Regions from separate parts of the Mus musculus genome. Here region 1 is linked to region 2. The links are chromatin contacts, called in public HiChIP or PLAC-seq maps. All regions are on one chromosome and are shown on one strand. Each heading gives the region's core, a stretch centred on a gene start, on an enhancer-like site or on the middle of the called end of the contact. The rest is flanking DNA. Distances are from core to core; before and after follow the strand shown. Region 1 overlaps Npas3 (neuronal PAS domain protein 3). Region 2 overlaps Npas3 (neuronal PAS domain protein 3).

The links. HiChIP or PLAC-seq counts read pairs in DNA pulled down with a chosen protein or histone mark.
Region 1: an H3K27ac HiChIP or PLAC-seq map of oligodendrocyte precursor cells shows a contact between it and region 2, with 6 times the contacts expected there. The contact joins two enhancer-like sites. A contact is called at or near these places in 1 of 39 promoter capture datasets (liver), 1 of 484 Hi-C or Micro-C datasets (stem cell-derived motor neurons), 1 of 115 datasets of contacts at active chromatin or transcription factors (oligodendrocyte precursor cells) and 1 of 9 other capture datasets (embryonic stem cells).

Annotation. Positions count from the first base shown.
Region 1 is chr12:54,032,606-54,035,783 of GRCm38.p6, reverse strand. All of the region lies in intron 7 of Npas3 (neuronal PAS domain protein 3), which reads right to left. Among named protein-coding and RNA genes, the nearest start is that of Gm35818, 110 kb to the left of the region's middle. Within about 2 kb of position 1,688, at least 36 of the 459 cell types and tissues checked have an H3K27ac peak or open chromatin away from gene starts, as enhancers often do. A contact at or near this core is called in oligodendrocyte precursor cells, where this site is marked.
Region 2 is chr12:53,862,913-53,865,924 of GRCm38.p6, reverse strand. All of the region lies in intron 5 of Npas3 (neuronal PAS domain protein 3), which reads right to left. Gm35614 (a long non-coding RNA gene) reads right to left here. Exons shown (of 2, transcript XR_381599.3): 2 at 1-3,012. Among named protein-coding and RNA genes, the nearest start is that of Gm35614, 33 kb to the right of the region's middle. Within about 2 kb of position 1,299, at least 18 of the 459 cell types and tissues checked have an H3K27ac peak or open chromatin away from gene starts, as enhancers often do. A contact at or near this core is called in oligodendrocyte precursor cells, where this site is marked.

The DNA.
Region 1 (3,178 bases), core at 439-2,938, 170 kb before region 2:
TGGGGAGTGTTAGTTTTCTACATCCTTTCAGATTTGGATGGAGGTGAGTAAGGAGGAAGTTTGATGCCACAGGAGCGTACTGTATGATGCTTATCTGATTACTGTGAGCCACGGAAGGGAAGCAGGAAGCAGACACAGCTGGAACGCTGCTGCTATAAGGTATCTCAAGCTGTAGATAGCAGCACGAAGGGAAGGAAGAGGGAGTCTTTCAGTTCTCACCAGAGGTGCTCGGGTCCTGAAGGGTAACCCACTGGGACAGAGATGTGTGTGAGCATGGGCATCGGTACTCTTTCTCACAGATACCCAATGTGATTCAAAGGCCAGGTTGCAGAGGGAGAGCTCATAGAGTGAGCTCTTTAGAAACCATGAAGTAACTGATGGCGATAGCAGGGGTTTTGTTTAAACCAACCAGCCCAAACAGCTTCTGGAATGAGTGGTTCTTAAAATTGTATGTGCCACGAGAAAAGAAAGCTTGTAAGGAAGGCGGATTCCCAGGCCCCATCTCTACCACTTTAGATTCTTTGTCTCTCAGGAGGTCCGGGGCACTGGCTCTCCCTGCTGCTTGGTATGGCAGAGGTTGGCAGGCCTTACTGTCCACCCAGCTAAGGCTTCTCTCCACAGAGAGCTGGATGAGCCCATGGAGCCTAAAAAGGCCACCCAGGGGCACGCATAGCCTGACTTCCAAAAAAGAAAAGCATGTATTTACAATGAACTCTGTACTGAAAAATAGTCAGACCTAGTGCTTTTTGGTTCCCAGACAACGGAGGATTGGCACCTGATAGGCAGGAGGCCTGAGCTGGTGCAGGGGTGGGATGTGGGGTGGGGTGTGTGTGGGGGGGAGTGTGTGTGTGAGGGGGCTAGAGACAGGCTTCCGGTGCTTGCTTTTTTCTTTGTGAAAGGGTCTGCCTTCTCAGTGGCTATACCACAGTGGGCTGCTCTGTTGTGCTGGGAGCCTCCTGGGGGAGGCTGAGCTCTGCCAATCCCCTCCCCCTCCCCATCCTGCCGCTGGCTCAGCTCCTGATTAATTCAGGGGATCCTGGGAGGTTAACCCTTAATTTGATGGCTCCAGCGGGGGAGCTGAGAGATTGCTGGTAATTCATCACCCTTGTTTTATTTTTTTTTTAATAGAAATATTTTCTAAGGCAACAAGTAAAAATTCCCTTTTAAAATCCACATTTAATATACATTAGATAGAGCATCCTCTCCTTACATGACTGGGTCCTCCAAACATAAGTTACTCCTCATCTATCTCTTTTAACAAAGTTCAAATACATAACATGGAAAACAGAACTATAACTAGAGCCAAAGGTCTCAAAATGGGCCCAGATCCCATATCTGCCTCTTGTTCCCTCTGGAGAAAACAGCCTTTCTTCTACCAAAGATAAGATATATATATTTTTTATTGGGATAGTTTAACTAAGCTGCCAGATCTCCTTAACGAGATTATGTAAATGTATGCCAAGGATATAAACCACATTTTCTCTGAGAGTGGAACACTTCAAATATCATTTAATAAAACAGGACCATGGTAGAAACACCTCTATAAATTGTTATGTGGCAAAGTGAGAAGACGGAGCTGTACACATCTGATCAAATTTCACCTGATTCAGTTACTATATTAAAGTCTCCTAGAGAAGGACAGAGCACCATTGTGCTGTAGGAGAGGGCAAGTTTCGCATCCCCTGTCAGTTGGTGTGGAGGATGGGCATCACCCTTCCTGGCCCCCCAGAACCCCTGGTGGCTTAGCGCCACTGACAGGGCAGAGAGGCAGTTCTTCTCAATATAACAGGCTTCGATTGTATCTTCCAACCATGTTGGGAAACAAAGAAGATTTGGAACAAGTCTCATGCCAGGCAAGGGATGAAAACTGGCTTCCTATTTCCTCCTCCTGCTCTACTTCTCAGAGAGAGATGCTATGATATGTGATACACTGTCTTTGGAACCCATAGGCTCATAGCTTACTGGGAAAGATCTAATAAATTCTATGTTTGGCTAGAAACAAAGGCAAGGGTATGTTCCTGGCCCTCGATTAACTCCTTGCTACATTCGGCATACATTTCCTGAGTTCAACAACCAGTCATATTCTGCATCTCTTATTTTTGTCTCAAGTTTGCTAGCAGAATTTTATATTGATGTTCTAAACTATAACAAAGCCAATGAATGTTCAAAGCCAGCCGAGAGGTGCTCCCTGCATGAAGACAGCAGTCCCAGCCAAGAGGAAACATGAAGGTGGCCTCACAAAAGGGCACGTGTCCTGCCCCTCCTTCATCATACAGAACTATGGGATGATAACGCGTGTGTTTTGACCAGAAAGGAAAACGTTAAGAGATGATTTAGATACCGAGTGTCGCCAGCTCTTCTCTCCCTCAGTTATAGAAGTTAGAGAATTAAAAAGAGTTAGCCACATGGACTTGACAGCCAAGCTGACCATCAGTGGAGGGCAGTCTCCTCAGGAGGAGGAGTTTTTAAATTTTCCTCTTAAAGGAAAAACATAAGTAATAATGTTTATGCTTGATAGTTAAAGTTGTTTAAAGCAAACAGGTAGGTCAGTTTTAAACTCCAGTATTCCACGAATTTAGATATAACACTCCTTAATGATCAAACCCAGTAATTACTTGCCCAGTGCTTTCCCTACCAATTCAGGATGAAATGTCAGAGGACATTTTCCTCTATTCTTTTCCTAAATATATACGTGTGTGTGTGTGTACATGTACACACATGTCTGTCAGCCTCTCTGTCTGTGTACATATATAAACGAATTGATCAAACTTAGGACTTTAACTTTCCAAAGACCCATGCACTGACATGGGTCATTATCCATTCAGCAGATGCAATTCCAACAGTCTCGGGCCTTCTGTGTGAGCCGCCAGCTCATTTGCTGCGTTTGGTTTATTCAGCCATGATTAGAGATAGTCATTTACAGTCACACATTTGGAAACTCCTTAACCAGCTTCTAGCAGTTTCTTTTCCGAAGCTGTTTAAATAGATGAGGGTGGAGTGTCAGCAGCGACAGCACTTTCCCCCGTCTTGCTGATTTCCGTTGCTATTTCTATGTCTTTATCAGGATTTCCATTTTATAGCAAGGCTTAAAACAAGGCTTGGGGCACAGAGATGCACAGCCCAGAGCTGAAAGGAGACATCGTTTTTGGGAAAGATCGATTCTAAAAATTAAAATCGA
Region 2 (3,012 bases), core at 50-2,549:
TAGTCATAGTCTGGTCCACTCCCATTTTATATTCCCTGTTTAGCCACGTGTTCTTTCTTGCCTCTGTCCTACTGAGACACTGAGTCACCCAGCACTCCATCAGTGGAGACTATGTATCACCCCTTAAATGTTAATGTCTCTGCCTTATTTCTACAATTTAGGTTTAAGCTTTCCAATGATACAGAACACACATCTTAAATGCCTTTATACTCCTCTCTGCAGCTTTCAGGGTCTTTATAAATACTTAGTTGATGAGTGTGCCTATGTCAAGCTGGTTTTCCTTTGTGCTGGGGATGAAAGCGTGGTAGGGGGAGGGAGGCAGAGGGCAAGCTAGGAGTCAGTTAGGCTACCTATTCCAAGACTGCGCCACTCATCCCGTCCCACACGTAGAGAATATGAGGTGGACTCAGCACACATTTCTGATCTCTCAGAGGTCAGTCAGCAAGCTATAATTTCCCTCTCTTTGTGAAAACTGGTAAGACTTCTCTATTTCCCACACAGCAATACTGTGAAGATAAAAGGAGAGGCAGTGCCTGGGTAGCAGTGGTAGGGGCATTGGAGACTCTCAAGAGGCACGTGGGGGGCCTCTTCATGCACACACAAACTCTGAGTGTCAGGGCCAGCCACAGATTGTTCTTTTTCTGTGTGTGGATTCTCTCCCTCTGGGCAGCCACATCATTTCCAGGTTAAAGGGTATGCTATACACTCTCCCCGGGGAAGGAGCTATGCGGATAATGAGCTAAGACAGAGAGCTTTTACTGTGCTTAGGTAAACTGCAGTGACCCAAGGTTCAAGTTTTGGGGGACATATCTAATTAGATGTGGTAGGTGGAAAATTTCCTACATAAGGTTTCTACCGGTGTAATTAAGCCCTGAGAATCAAATCAGATTATGCTGGTAAGACACAGAGAGGCTTGGATCACACAGCCCAAATCGCCTCTCAGCAATTCTGCTTGGCCTTGACTCCTTTCAAGGTTGGTCTGTGGCAAATTGCCATACACGGATGTGGAGCTCTGACCACTTGCCAGAAGCTGGTGTGCTTCTCCAGCTCATCCCTGGGTAGCTGGGAAACAAACCTTTTCATTTTCTAATCAAACGGAGGGGATGGGCATTGGTGTAAATGTTTGTATGGAGCTCCTACCAGACCAGCCACCATGCTAAGAAACCAAGAAGAAAAGCAGAAGGCATTGTTTTAAAGTCATCTACACTGACAGAACAGGTAGCATGAGGGAGGGAGAAAGATGGCTTTGCAGTCCAGCACAGAGACGGGCACCTGGCAAGAGTCCATGAGTTCCCACAGGGGAGACACTCACTAGACTGCCATCCCTATGCTAAAGAAGCCATGACAGAGAACACAAGTCAGACTTGTGATACTGATGAATCCCTTCATTCTTAGGACATCCTAACAAAGATATCACTGTCACCAAAGTCTTTTGGATCATGTAGTCAGAGGCCAGGATGTTATGAATATTATGGCACCCCCAGGGCTAGCATAATGCATGGCCAGTGGCCAACAAATATATGCAGAATAAATATGAATGAATGGATACAGACAATGAGTGAATGCAAGAGACTCTTTGTGAGATTATCTTGAGTTGTATAGACTCAGAGAAGGTAGAGAGGCTTTTGACAGCAAAGGCTGGTAGCAGTGATCCCTCATGATCCCTCTGCTACCTTAAGCAGAAGGTGAGTTGGTGTGCAGTAGACGCTTTGCTCTGCAGGTCTGGTGTAGCTGGGATTCCAGGCTCAAAGTCTTCTCACAACCTCACTGTTTTATGACTACTGCCAAATAACTGGTCTTGGAATTTTAAGAGAAAAGTGACCCTCTTATACTTGTCATATTTCCTAAGTTTAGTCTCATATCCTTTGAGAACTCTACTGGCTGGTTTTGTGTGTCAACTTGACACAGGCTGGAGTTATCACAGAGAAAGGAGCCTCCCTTGAGGAAGTGCCTCCATGAGATCCAGCTGTAAGGCATTTTCTCAATTAGTGATCAAGGGTGGGAGGGCCTAGCCCATGGTGGGTGGTGCCATCTCTGGGCTGGTAGTCTTGGGTTCTATAAGAAAGCAAGTTGAGCAAGCCAGGGCAAGCAAGCCATAAGTACCATCCCTCCATGGCTTCTGCATCAGCTCCTGCTTCTTGACCTGCTTGAGTTCCAGTCCTGACTTCCTTTGGTGATGGACAGCAACGTGGAAGTGTAAGCTGAATAAACCCTTTCCTCTCCAACTTGCTTCTTTGTCATGGTGTTGTGTGCAGGAATAGAAACCCTGACTAAGACAATAATATTCTTTGAAGACAACTGGCGATCCTTCACCGCTATGCATTTCATTCACTTCGGTCATCAGAGATCAAGAACAAGTGGTTCCCACATCAAAAATCCAGTGTCACGAGTATCTCATATGGCAAGTAATACATGTATGCATCTAAATCCTGAATGCCACTCAAGACAAAACAGTGCAGGGCTCTCTGGGCAGGCCAAGGAATGGAGGCATTCTTTGTGACTAAGCGCCGCAGCTGGAAAAGCTTCCCCGTTGAAGGTTCTTTAAAACTTCTTTGGGTGATTTTTTTTTTTCTGCTTTAGACATAAGATTTATCTGTTTATTTTTATGTGTATGTACCTGCATGTGTTTATGTGCACCATGTGTGTTCAGGAACCCAAGGAAGTCAGAAGAGGGTGTTGGATTCTAGGGACTGGGGTCACAGATAGATGTAAGCTGCCATATGTGTGCATATGAGAATTGAACCTGGGTCCTCTGCAAGGACAGCCTGTGCTCCTAACTGCTGAGACACCTCTCTCAAAATTATTTAGAAATTTTTGTTCACTATTTTCTTACGAGCCTTTAAAATTTGTAAATTTTAAATATATATACATATAAATGTATATGTATACAATTCCAATGCTTGTTTCTGACACTGCTCTACAGCTCCATCGTTTCTTGCTGGTGGCCTTCAGAACCCTCTCCCTCCCCAAACCCTTCTTTTACTCCAGAACACCTAGCTTTTACAAATTCAT